Linked DNA regions of Sus scrofa: region 1 is linked to region 2. The links are chromatin contacts, called in public HiChIP or PLAC-seq maps. All regions are on one chromosome and are shown on one strand. The core of a region is the stretch at or near the end of the contact, and the rest is flanking DNA. Distances in the headings are between cores, read along the strand shown.

The links. HiChIP or PLAC-seq counts read pairs in DNA pulled down with a chosen protein or histone mark.
Region 1: a contact with region 2 is called in an H3K27ac HiChIP or PLAC-seq map of skeletal muscle, with 4 times the contacts expected there. The contact joins two enhancer-like sites. A contact is called at or near these places in 5 of 47 Hi-C or Micro-C datasets (embryonic fibroblasts, heart right ventricle, liver and 2 more) and 1 of 2 datasets of contacts at active chromatin or transcription factors (skeletal muscle).

The regions. Positions count from the first base shown.
Region 1 is chr6:145,014,801-145,021,448 of Sscrofa11.1, forward strand. No RefSeq gene overlaps it. Among named protein-coding and RNA genes, the nearest start is that of GADD45A, 74 kb to the left of the region's middle. Within about 2 kb of position 3,106, at least 19 of the 83 cell types and tissues checked have an H3K27ac peak or open chromatin away from gene starts, as enhancers often do. A contact at or near this core is called in skeletal muscle, where this site is marked.
Region 2 is chr6:144,864,007-144,870,833 of Sscrofa11.1, forward strand. All of the region lies in intron 2 of GNG12 (guanine nucleotide binding protein (G protein), gamma 12), which reads left to right. Among named protein-coding and RNA genes, the nearest start is that of GADD45A, 77 kb to the right of the region's middle. Within about 2 kb of position 5,290, at least 44 of the 83 cell types and tissues checked have an H3K27ac peak or open chromatin away from gene starts, as enhancers often do. A contact at or near this core is called in skeletal muscle, where this site is marked.

The DNA of each region.
Region 1 (6,648 bases), core at 1,856-4,355, 150 kb after region 2:
TGGCCATCTTGGTTCAAATAACCTTGTTACCTGCTGAAGCATTAGACTCACTCATGAGCTGTAGTGACCCAGAGAGCCTTCCAAGGGCCAGTTTAAGAATCTTTAGAGCTAATCCTCCAGGCAGGGGAGAACAGAGTGCTTTTGTTTCCTTTTCATCCCTTGCAAAGCTGAGCCTAGAAATATGGAGCCTTCAACATTCTGAAAAACAAAAGGACAAGATGGAAAGAGAGTAAGAAGGAAAAAGGAAGGAAGAAAAAGCAAGAGAGGGAGGGAGGGAAGGAAGAAGAGGAAAAGGGAGGAAAAAGGAGGAAAACCAAGCCTCTCCTCAGATTTTCAAAATGTAAATTCATAAAATCCTGAAGCTGAAAGGGCCAGTTTCCCACTTGTAGAAGCATCAGACATCACCTGGGCCGGGTTTCCAGGAGGAACCATCATTATTCCACAGAAACGTGTCAACAGTTCATGCTCAAGTTTATGAGCAAAAACAATGAAGCAAATTACACTCGTCTGTGTTCTGCAGATAATTGAATTTGGCTTCTTCAAATTCAGGTGTTGGAACTGCTGAGAGGAACATGCTAGTTCCTTTATTAATGCTTTTGTTTTCACCTCCTTTTCACCCAAAGCAGGACTTCATAATATGGATTATTTAAAAATAAATTACTGGCACAAGACGAGACTAGTCTCTCATCACTTCTCCAGCCCCATCTTTCTCCACCTCGTGCTGTGCACACAAGCGGTGCTTCTTGATTCCCATGCAGACACCACACCATTTCACTTCCAGGGATTACCATGTCCCCCTCCATGGACTGACCTCTCCCCTAGTTTCCCCTGCAAGCCTGGACTTCTCCAGGATGTATTTCCTCTGCTCCTTTGGTCCTCTGGATAAGGAGCCTTTCCTTTGTGCCCCTACCTCCCGCTCAGCCCATCCCCATATCACACTTTCCACCTTGCGTTGTAAGGACCGTCTCCTCCCAAACACAGTGAATTAGGCCTCACTTATTTTTCATGTTCTAACATCCTAGCACACTACCTGAAAAGAGTAGGTACAGGTTATCATCTATTGCTGCCTAACAAATTCCCTCGACACTTAGCAGCCTAAAGCCACAACACTGATTCCCTCAGTTTCTGCGGGTGGGTAGGAAGCCAGGGGCAGGTGCAGTTGAGTTGGGTGACTGTGGTCCCGAGTCTCTCACGAGGAAGCCATCAAGGTGTTCATTGGGCAGTCATCTCAAGGGTTAATGCAGGAGGCTCTGACTTCCAAGCTTGCTCATGAGGCTGTTGGCAGGCCTGGGAAAATTGACTTCCAAGCTCAGCCACGTGGCTGCTGGCAGCCTTGAGGTCCCTCATGGCTGAGGACTGAACACACTGTCCCTTTGCCACTTGAGGCTCTCCATAGAGTTACTGCAAACATGGCAGCTGGATTCCCCCAGGGTCATGGCTCAGAGAGACAGAGCCAGACAGAGCGTTCATTCGAGAACGTGAGCAAGAAGGGAATCACTTAGTCACCATCTCTTTGTAACCTGAACTCAGACACCACATTCCATCACTGTGCTGGGTTCTGTTAGAGGCAAGTCACTGGGTCAGGCCACCCTCAAGGGGAGGGGGCCGAACAAAACATGGGTACCAGGAGGTATCAGGCCGTCTTCGAGGCTGCTGACCATAGCGTTCAATACACGTCTTGAACAAATGGATGAATCGCTCTAGACGGAAGGAGTCTGTCCTTTCCTGAAGATCCACAACATGCAAATGCTTTATGAATGAACACGGCACAGCGGGTATGACGTTTTAGCTGAGCGGGTACCCATCCGCATCCACACAGCATGTGGATTGTAAGAACGGCATAAACCCTGTGCCAATATACGGCTGGCATGCAATAAATAATGATTGATTGGGTGAATAAGGGCAAGAAAGGGTGACAGAGACTAGTATGCACCCATCGGTGTTAGTTCTTCCGTAAAGGACCTGTCTTCCTCTTAGGCGCATGGATGCTCCCCCAGAGATGACATTTCCCCATGTCCCTCACACCTCGACGTGGCCAGGTGCCCAGTTTCGGGTTAGTGGGATGTGAGCGGAACGCCGGGGGAGCACTTTTCTTTCTTTCTCCCTCCTACCTCCCAACTGGGAGACGGAGGTCTGGGTGTGGTCCTAAGAAAATATAAACACTGAAGACGACTGACCCCCTATCCGACAAGCTCCCTCTGGACTAGTACCTGATGCAGAACTGAACTTTTATCTTATGAAAGCCGTGCACTTTAGGGGGCTTGCTGTTCTATCAGCATAAAGGTATACCTGCGTGGTACAACCAAAAAAAGAGGCATTCCTGCTGTGGCACAGTGGGTTAAGGATCTGGCATTGCTGAGGCTGAAGTGTCGATTGCAACGGCAGCTCGGATTCCATCCCTGGCCTGGGAACTTCCATTTCCTCCAGTGTGGCCAAAAAAAAGAAAAAAAAAATCCAAAAAAAAAAGTTTCCCACCACACCTTCCCCTACCCCAGTGCTTTAAGGCCATTCTAGGAGCTCCACGCTATTTGTTAGATCAAGTTGTGCCTAAAGACCCACTGGGCTGTGATGGTGAAAAAGAGAGGGGTATTGCAGTCACTACCTTGCCCCTCAGTCAGGCAAGCAAAAGCTTCTTCTTGGGTCAACTCCTATAAAATTCATGGCTATGAAGCTCCTCAGAGAAGCAGCCACAGCCGCGTGGAGTGGCCTGCACTTTCAAAGGTCAGGGGCAGAAAGCCAGCTGGGAGAGGCTTACGTCAGAATGGATTCTTCTCAAGGAAAACCTGTCCAGATTGAGGTTTCCTCACAGGATGTTGATCTCTTTTCCCAAAAAGGAGAAGAGTTCTCAGCACGGTCCCTGCAAAGGGCCAGGCCAGCAGCCCCTCCAAATCCCTGCAGCCGTCAAAGGCAGGTGTCCCACTGGGCGGCAGAGGCCACCGTCAGCCTTGTTCCCCACTCCCCTCCTCTTGCAGAGCCAGCCAGCTCTCCGATCCCGAGGAGCAGGGCCTCTGCCTTCATCTGGAGCTGGAAGGGATCCACGGCCTCTAACGGAATGTTTCTGTTCTGTTTGTGTTCTTTTACAATATATGGACAGAAGGCTCCAACCAACACCCTCCGCAGATGCCAAAATAAAATGCTCACCTAGCCAAATCATCTCTGCTGAGGCTGGCTCAAGGAGATGACAAAACCTTGTTAAAATACAGGAAGGGGAGAGGAAGGAAGTGGGATCAGCTTTTCTTGCCTGGATTGAAAACCTTTTAATAAGACCGCTATGTGCTAAGCATAGAGTAATTTGAAGATATTTCTCTTTTATGGGGAGGCGAATTGGAGAGGCCAGAAGAGGAAGCAGGGGTGCGGAACTCCAGTTGGAAGTCTAGAGACTCAGTTGCCTTGGAGTGTGAGGAAGTTTTAAAGCCCCTATGATTCCTGGGCCTTCAAGAAGCGTTCAGGATACCGAAGAGGACAGCCGTGTCCCTTACCAGTGGTGACCCCAGGTGGGAAATGTTTTCATGCTGCTGTTCTTAGAGGAAGGAGACAGTCAATCTCAAGGAAAGGATGGTTTCATGGAAGGGGACTAAGGGAACTCACACTTGAAGGGTGATGAAGGTTTTCCAGGCGGTCACTGGCACGCAGGGGAGGGCCCATCAGGCAGAGAGATGTCTCGGCCACACTCCAGAGGTCTGAGAGTACAGGCTATGTTTCTGGCATTCCTAGTGAGCTAAGAAGGTAGAATCATAGGGCACCTGAATTAAGTCTTTGATAAGAAAGAGTAGAGAGGGGGAGTTCCCATTGTGGCGCAGCAGAAACGAATCCAACTAGGAACCATGAGGTTGAGGGTTTGATCCCTGGCCTCACTCAGTGGGTTAAGGATCTGGCGTTGCCATGAGCTATGGTGTAGGTCGCAGACGGGGCTCAATCTGGCATTTCTACGGCTGTGGTGTAGGCCGGCAGCCTCAGCTCCGATTCAACCCCAGCCTGGGAACCTCCATATGCCACGCGTGCGGCCCTACAAAGCAAAACAAAACAAAACAAAACAAAACAACGAAAGAAAGAAAGAAAGAAAGGGAGTTCCTGCTGTGGCTCAGTGGGTTAAGAACCCGATATCTTGTTCCTGAGGATGCCGGTTCCATCCCTGGCCTCACTCAGTGAGTTAAGAATACAGTGTCGCAGATACAGCTTGGATTCCACATTGCTGTGGCTGTGGCTGTGGCGTGGGCAGGCAGCTGCAGCTCCAATTCGACCCCCAGCCTGGGAACTTCCATATGTCTCATATGCAGCCCTAAAAAAGAAAAAGCAAAACAAAACAAAAATATGGCAGAATGCCCTGGTGGCTCAGCAGGTTAAGGATCCAGCGTTGTCTACTACTTTGGCTCAGGTCGCTGCTGTGGTGCAGGTTTAATTCCTGGCCCAGGAACTTCTGCATAGTGCAGGTGTGGTCAAGGAAAAAAAAAATATATGGAGAAAAAATAGTGCAAAGGAGATGGGAGGAGACGAAGAAGGGTTAATAGAGCAGACAGAAAAGACAGAATTCTTCCCTAGAATCCAGCTATAACAGGAGCATACGCTTCAGCAAAATGATTGGATAACTTGGTGGTTTAAGTCACAAGCTCTTGAGTCAGCCACTGAATTAGTGTCCCAGGGCTGCCGTAACAAATACCACACACTGGGTGGCTTCACCATCAGAAACTTATTGTCTCGCGGTTCCGGAGGCTAGAAGTCCAAGATCAAAGCGTTGGCAGGCTTGGTTGCTTTTCAGGCCTGTGAGGGAAGGATCTGTTCCATTCCCCTTGCCCAGCTTCTGGTGGTTGGATGGTAATCTTTGGGGCTTGTCAATGCACTGCCCTGCTCTCTGCCTGCACTGTCACGTGACCCTTTCTGCGTGACCATGCGTATGTCTGTGTCTAACTGTCCCCTTGGCAAGGACACGGGTCCTCATTTGGATCAGACCCACCCTAATGACCTCATTTTAACTTGATGACCTCTGTAGAGACCCTCTCTCCAAATGTGCTCACATTCACAGGTACCAGGAGCCAGGATTTCTACCTCTGTAGGGGGAGGGGCACACAATGTAGCCTCTCAGAGACATCTAGGTTTGAATCCCAATTTGGCCACCTCGCTGGCTGTGTGGTCTTCAGAAACTCTCATTAGCCCCAGGAAGCCGTGTAAAACGGGATAGAAACACCCTCAGTGCAAGGATTAGCACAAAGCAAGCGGCTGAGCAGCATCTGCGGTCACTACCGCACGCACTAGAGAACCATGTATGGAAGGCAAGCCCTGGCATCAGTTCTATTTCAGGAATGGAGACCACGGGGCCACTACCAGGCCCCTGTTTTACTCAATCCTTTCCCCCCACCTTCAGTGCCTCGCCTGGCACCTAGAATCTTAAGGGTTCAGTAAACACTTCGTGCAGTTTATGACTATAACTCAATTTAAATTTTGAGCCATGACACCCCCAGGGTGATGGCAATTGAAATGAATCAATGTGAGGTTTCCTTTCTTTTTCCTGGGATTTCGGCTATCAGGGAATCTTGTGTCTGGACTCAGAACAGAGGCATGAGACCCGGTTCTTTTTTTTTTTTTTTTTTTTTTTTTTTTTTTGCTTTTTTTGGGGGCTGCGCCAGTGGCATATGGAAGTTCCCTGGCTAGGGGTTGAATCAGAGCTATAGTCCCCGGCCTACACCACAGCCCCAGCAACACCAGATCTGAGCTGCGTCTGCAACCTACACCACAGCTCATGGCAACACCAGATCCTTAACCCACTGAGCAAAGGCTAGGGATCAAACCTGCATCTTCATGGTTACTAGTCAAATTTGTGGGAGTTCCCATTGTGGCGCAGTGGTTAACAAATCCAACTAGGAACCATGAGGTTCGATCCCCGGCCTTGCTCAGTGGGTTAAGGATCCAGCGTTGCCGTGAGCTGTGGTGTAGGTCGCAGACAAGGCTTGGACCCTGCGTTGCTGTGGCTGTGGTGTAGGCCAGCAGCTACAGCTCTGATTAAGCCCCTAGCCTGGGAACCTCCATATGCCAAGGGAGCGGCCCTAGAAAAGGTAAAAAGATTAAAAAAAAAAAAAAAAATTTTGTTGCCACTGAGCCATGTTGGGAACACCCAGGAGCCAGTTCTTGCTTCACTAGTCCACCAGGGCTCTGAAGAGACCCCATTGTCCTGAGTGGTCCTGGCAGTAGTCCCCGGGGGTTCCCATCTAAACACCCCCTGGGGTCTGGTGGGGTCCCTATCACCCCCACGCCTGGCTTGCATGTTCCCTCCACACCAGCCCAGGACTTGAAAATCTCCCTGAGTCTTTCTGAGGCTTCATCTCTGCAGCCACTCCCTCCGGGGTCTCCATTTCCCCCAGAGCTCTCCCCCGCTGGCTCTGGGCTCCCCAAAGCTTTCTGAGGACCTGCAGCTTCCCCAGACCCCTCACGCTGGGACCATCCCACCCCAGGCCTCCTTAACTTCCCCCTCTACCTTCCCAAAGTCAGCGGGATTGAGGACTCGTTTCTCTCACTTCACTGCACTTTCCCCAGACATTTCAGGGATACCCTGATCTTCTCTGCTCACTTAAGAACAGAAGGTTTTAAAAAGCAAAGCCAGGGGGAGACCTACAGCTTTCCTCCCTCTGCCCCTGATGCCCACCCTCCCAAGCATGG
Region 2 (6,827 bases), core at 4,040-6,539:
AGCTGGGCAACCAAATGTAAGCCGCGGGGTTTGCCTCCATGGAGGTGGGGGACAAGGCAGCTGCATGAGCTTGCTTTTGTGGCACAGCAAGGTCAGCATGGTGGTGGCACTGTAGGAGGCTCAAGGGAGGCCCCTAACTCAGCCGGGAGTCAGCAGAGAAAGTTGGGGGACGCTATGATACAGACCAGGGTTGAGCTGCCCTTGCCTGCTTTGGGATTTTTGGAGGGACTCACAGGCATAAGTTGGCCCTTGATGTCTGACAGTATCCGGCACTGATAACTACTATCATTTGTAGCTCATGTTAGCAGAAGGATGAGCTGCGAAGAGAGAGCCTGTTGCTAAAATAATGGCACCTTAGTCAGCTGTCAGGTCCATAAAGGTAAAAAAAAAATACTAAATCAATTAGAACAGGACTAGCTAATTGTTGTCAACATATGTGTCATCTACAGTTGATTGGAGCCAGGTGTTGAAAAGGGCTATTAATGAACTCATGTCTGGGCCCAACAAGAAAGAGCACAGTGATCCATTAGTGATGTCTGCCATGGGTGTAGTAGGAAGAAGGGGCAGCATATATGCCAACATCTGCCATCCTCAAATTAGAATAAGAGTTCAAATAACTGTAATCATAAAACCCTGCATACTTGGCATTTTTCAGAGACAACAATGCTCTGTTTGTGTGTGAAGGTTTTGAAAGTAAACAGGCATACTTTCAAAGCTATCTATTGGACTTCAGGGTCCATTCAGCTGAGGGTCCTTTACTTGCTAGACAGCTGCTCCCATCCCGAATCAGAGCTGGAAGCAGAGCAACGTCCTGAAACACTAAGGAACGATGAATCAATTAACCCTACATTGATGAAGTTATATTTCTCCCCGTGGATGGGGAGGAAAGAAACATGCGTTAGACCTTCGTGACGAGCTTATGTAAGAAAAGGGGCTGCTAAGGAGAACATCAGTTATTCAGAGCTTCCCATGAAAGGGTCAGCCTAATCAATCAAGGATGAGCCAGGAGCACAGGGGGTGGAGAAGAGACCGCGGTTCCTTGTGTCTTGGTAATAACTCTTGCTGAAAGACAGCTGCGATACAAATGCACTGGTACTTGTCACGCTGCACGGTCATTAACCTGACATCTCTGTTGCGCCGTGTTAAATGCTGATTTGGGTTAGAAAGGCAGCCGTGAACTCTAAAGGATGGGGAGAGGTGCATTTAGTACGTGAGTTTATTAGCATGCGCTATTCGAGAGAGGTTCCTGTTTGCTTGCTGTTATGGTTTGGCTCTTCTCCAGTATTCACAGGAGGACCTTTATACCAGTCTTGCTCTTCATGCTGGAAAATCAATTAGGTGTATCTTTGGGGGATGCTCTTGAATGGAAACAAGGGCCAAGGTATGGCTTGTATGGTTACCTGTGTTTAGGGAATATTATAGGGAGCAGTGCAATAGCAGGTATTTGGTACAGCTCCTTTTTTTTTTTTTTTTTTTTTTTGGTCTTTTGTCTTTTTGGGGCTGCACCCATGGCATATGGAGGTTCCCAGGCTAGGGGTCTCACCGGAGCTACAGCTTCCAGCCTATGCCAGAGCCATAGCAATGCCAGATCTGAGCCACGTCTGCGACCTACACCGCAGCTCATGGCAACAGCGGATCCTCGACCCCCTGAGCGAGACCGGGAATCGAACCCGCAACCTCATGGTTCCTAGTCAGATTTGTTTCTGCTGCACCACGATGGGAACTCCGGTGCTTGTACTTTTGTACACATGGTCCCAGACACTGCCTCCCTGACCTGTTGGAAGGCCGCATCCTGGACAGTGGATAGTGCTTCCCCAGACCACACGGCTATCTACACAAAAATATAAATGGCCAGTCTTCGAGGCCATGATTTTTACTCCAGGTCTTTTTCGGAAATAGACTATGAATGCATGTATAGGAGGGTGTATGTATGTGTGGTTGGGAAATTCCAGGTAACCTAGATGATAGTTAAACACTGTTGAAAAAATATTTTAATAAAAAGCAAAAGCAGAAGGGCATGCATCTTTTTTTTTTAATGATCAAAAATAATTCCTTCCCTCTTAATGTTATTTTTTAAGTATCTAGTGTATAGATTATTGCCTGATGCTACGCAAAGTGTTGTAAAATAGGAAATACATCCGATAAGGGGGAGGGGTGCAGTCCGCACAAGTCAGTGATGCTGTAGCTGAGTCATTAAACTGAAAGAACTGAAATTTATTCTGCGCATGTACTTGCCAGTCTAACATGTGTCCAAGGCAAATGGCATGGCTCAGTGAGAAGGATTGTAAATATGTGTAGCATATTCTGAGAAGCGAGTGGACCTAGAAACCCAACCCCCAGTGATACCACCGTTTCTATGGGAAAATATGCCCCTTAAGCGCCTTCTTTGAAACCACCTTTTGAAACCCTGCCGATTTATAAGTTGGGGGTTAATGATATGAAGCGATCACCTACTGATCTGTAGAATTCTCAGCCTGAGTCCATCATCAGGCATTTATTGAGTAACTCCTGGGTGGATTACACCCTGATAAGCATGGCAGGGTGAAACAAAAGAAATAAAGGAGCGTTTCTGCCCTCAAGAAGCTTGTACCCAGCCGGAGAGGAGAAAGCATGCCTGCAGAGCAACCTGAGAGCATTCCCAGTGCCTGAGCTACAAAGCTCGGGTCCTGAGGGCAGCAGCCTCAAGGAGGGGAGCTTGTCGCTCTTCACTTGTCATCCCCAGAGGCACACCAAAGACTCTCCAATTCTTCCCGGAGAGCCTCGCACGCACAAGCGTGAAGCCACGGCTGCAGTGAATGTCATATGACTCCCAGATGCTGAGCAATTGGAAACCACAACTGGCATGTGCCATTACCTTATTAGGAAGGGTTCGGGCTTCTCTTTTTCTCCCCCTACTTTTTCTTTCTTTCCTTTCTTTCCTTCCTTCCTTCCTTTCTTCTCCCCACCCACCCCCCAGCCCCCCACACCTTAAAGGTAGGCTCTTGGCAATCTGGATAATGGTGTATCCCCTGTGCCCCAAATTCCAGCTCCAAAGCACACCCTGGTGAATATGGCTTTCTGAGATGTGGAGCCTGACTTTATGTTCTGTGTCATTTTCTGGGAGTGTCTAGACACGAGACAGACCTTAACCAGTGACTCGGGATGGCACGCAGGCTCCTTGCCTTATTTGTAAGGCAGAGCTGCTGCTTTTCATTGAGCTCAAGCCTTGAGGTCACCAAAAGGGAGAAGGGACATGGGGGGAGGGAGCAAATTGGCTGTAAAATTCCTGAGTCTGGGGCTGTGCTACAGGCCCCTGGGAATGCTGACAGCCTGTGGAGAGGGGAATGTGGCTGGGGCTGGGCTGCCAGGTAAGGCCTCCAGATCAACCACTGTGTCCTGATTGGAAATGCCTTAAACACAGGCTCTTTGCTCCATTCTGTACATTGCCTCTGAGAAGTACAGAGGGTACTTCCCCGGGGCTGAGTCAGCAAATACTTGCACCCGAGGCTTCCATATGATGCTGTTCTTTAGCTTCCTGGTTACTCCTGAGGCTGTAGGGGAAGGAGGGGGGGCACGCCTATCCAGAGGGTTTAAATAACAATAATAATGCAAACTTTCATGGAGCATTTACTGTGGTCACCAATTGGAAATGCTTCATAGGCTTGTCTCATTCAAATCTCTCTCAGCCCTTTGCAAGGTTTTTACATAATTATCTCCATTTGGCAGATGAGAAAACTGAGGCTTAAGAAGGGCAGGTAACCTAGCCACTGCTAGTAGGTGACAAAACTGAGCTGCAGACTCAGATGTGTCTGCCCTCACATGGAATTGCCAGATGGCTCTGCCTCTGGAACAACTTTTTTTTTTCTTTGTCTTTTTGTCTTTTTGCCATTTCTAGGGCCGCTCCAGCGGCATATGGAGGTTCCCAGGCTAGGGGTCCAATTGGAGCTGTAGCCGCCAGCCTACGTCAGAGGCACAGCAACGCAGGATCCGAGCCACGTCTGCAACCTACACCACAGCTCACAGCAACGCCGGATCCTCAACCCACTGAGCAAGGGCAGGGATCGAACCCTCAACCTCATGGTTCCTAGTCGGATTCGCTAACCACTGAGCCACGATGGGAACTCCTGGAACAACTTTTTACCTACAGTTTCTCACAGAGCTTTCTTCAACTTAATTCTGCATTATTGGGCAAGGAGAGGAACTCCCCCACCGCCCGGCAGTGAGAAGAGGGAGGGGGCTTGGAAAAATAAGTCGAGATGAATTCATTTTGAAAAAAGGAGGATTTGAGAGGGAAGTGCCCCGTTCGTCTACAGAAAGGAAGAGGCTCTCCTGGACGCTGTGTGAGGGAAGAATGCGTGGAAATGAGTGGGAGAAACAGAAAGTAAACCAGGGCAGGGCAGGATCCAATAGAAGGAAATGGGAGAGTCAGCAAAGAAAGGGGCAGTTCCTGCCTCCGAACTCAGCGCGTTAATGATCAGCGGCTCCGCAAACGCTTCAGTCCTCGCGTGCCCTCCGCGGTATGCAGAACTCCCTCCTTGGGGCGTAGGGGGTGGTTGCTCTCCCCAAAAACAAAACCATGACATTTAATTCTGAGTTTCTGCAGGGACTGGATGAAGTCACCACTGGAAAAACAAGAATGGCAGCGCATGTTAATTCTTTCAGGAGCCCTCAGAGGGTGCAAATAAGACACTGCCACCCCCGGGGAGAGCCTGCGGCCCTTCCTCCACCCTCTCTCCTGGCTGCCCCCTCCCCCCCAGCTTCCTGCCCCCTTCTCGATGCCTCCATTGACGATCTCACATCCCTTGTGTTTCTCTGAAGAAAAAAAAAAAAAAAAATGTATAAAGGAGATTTTTGTAAAGCCAACTCTGTCTTCCCAGACGCCCCTGGTATCTTTGCTGGCCCTCTCTGACTTTCCTGTGAGATTGATCTCTGATTGGCCGCCTGCCTCCTCGCACTGCTTTCTCTGTCACCAGCATCTAAAAAGCCCGGGATCTCTTTATTGATCTTAAACCAAACTCTTAACTACCCAGGATTTCCCTTCTTCAGCAGAACTCTTTTGCAAACGGAAGAGCCCTTTACAAAGCAAATCGTGATCCCCTTTGCAGGACGACTTTTTTTCTTTTTTGTCCTCCCTAAAATGGAAAACACTCTCTGATCCCTGCCCTCCCTCTCTCCACCCCCCTCCCCCTGCATGCAGACTAAGAGTCTCTGGTTTTAATATAGCCAGTTCTGTAATTATTTGTCTTCTTTGCAGATTAGGAGACTGAAACATTGCAGCCACTCACCGCAGGTTCCCACTTGGCCCCAGTGAATAGAGCAACGCCCCACCATCCTTCTCCCCGTGGCCAGCAGCCTCAAGTCCCACAATATCTCTGCCTTGGCACGGGGAGCTGACATTGTTCGCATAGCGTACATTCCTGGACAATGGATCTATCCAATTTAACCTTCAGAGCACCCCCATCGGTTTGTGGGTGTCTGTTCCGGGGAGAGGAGGAGAGACAGTTCACACATGGTGCTACCCACACACGCCAGAATTCCAAATCTTGGTCCGCAAGAGATTAGCTGAAAACTGTGACACTCAAATGCACTGGGGAAGTCAATTGTTTGATGCAGTTCAGTTTTTTTTGTCAGGAAACAGATAGCGCTGGTACTGGCTTCTTTATAAATGCTCCCCACTCACTCCCCTCCCATTATATGACAGCCTTTTAAAAATAGCCCCATTTCATGTGGAATGAATCTTCATTCATTAAGATGCTATAATAACACCATCGTTCTTGAGATACTTTCTGGTTATGAGTGGTGCCTAATCAGGGAAACGTTAAAACTCTTTTCTCAAAGACCACGTCTTGTATCACCCAACACCGAGAAGAGTCTTTGTGTTTTTAAAGCTACATTTTTGCCGTTTTGTGTGTATGAAGTTGGGTTCCAGAAATGACCCCAGGAAAAATATAAATTAAAACTCACCAGTTTTTCTTCCACTTCTTTTGAGTGAATTATCCTCTCTTCCCCTCCCCCCCCCCGCCCCACAACCCCAGCCTCCAAAATCTTTTAAAATATGTTATTGGTTTGAGGGATGTCTAGCTGCCTTTTGCTTTCAAACTGAAGTTAAAGCTTTCAACATCCTTGTCACCCTCCTTTTATCTCCTTTCACCTCTCCCTGTGTCTAAGACGATGAACATTTTAGAACTTTGAAATCAAAATAAAATTGCAACGTCCCTGAGTTACTTACTGGTGCTCAGTAGGGCTTAAGCATGATTTTTTGCACATAATTTAAAAATCAAAACACCAACTGGCGGATTTAAGCCAAACCCCCCTATTTTTAGAACAGCATTAAAAAAAAAAAGGCAGATTTTATTTTCAGCCACACAGCCAAAGAGTAACGAAGGAGGAGGTTCCTGGGCATTCCTCCATCCCTCAGGGCAGAGCTGGAGTGACCGTCTCCTTGCTGAGAAGCTGCCCCTCTCCGGATCCTCCCCGGGGAACAAGCCACTTCCCAGCCTGGGTCCAATTGGTGACTGGGGGGAAAAAAGGATGTTGCAGGCTTAATTTTTAAAAACAAATCAAACCAAGAAAAAAAAATAGTGTTTTGTAACTTTCCCTTTAGTTCTGACAGATTTGTGTGATCCTTCAGCTTGGAGGTAAAGTGGGACTTCTTTAAATTAAGAACAGAGAAGAAAAGTTTCCTTATGTATCCTTACAATTATACCTTTGTCACCTGGTAGTTTATAGGGGAGTCAATTTTTTTTTAAAAGGACAAGGCTCTATCCTTTAATTATCCCAGTTGGTATTCAGCTTTAGAAAGTCAGCGTACCTGCTGAGTATGTTAATTTAACCACTTTGAGTATCTT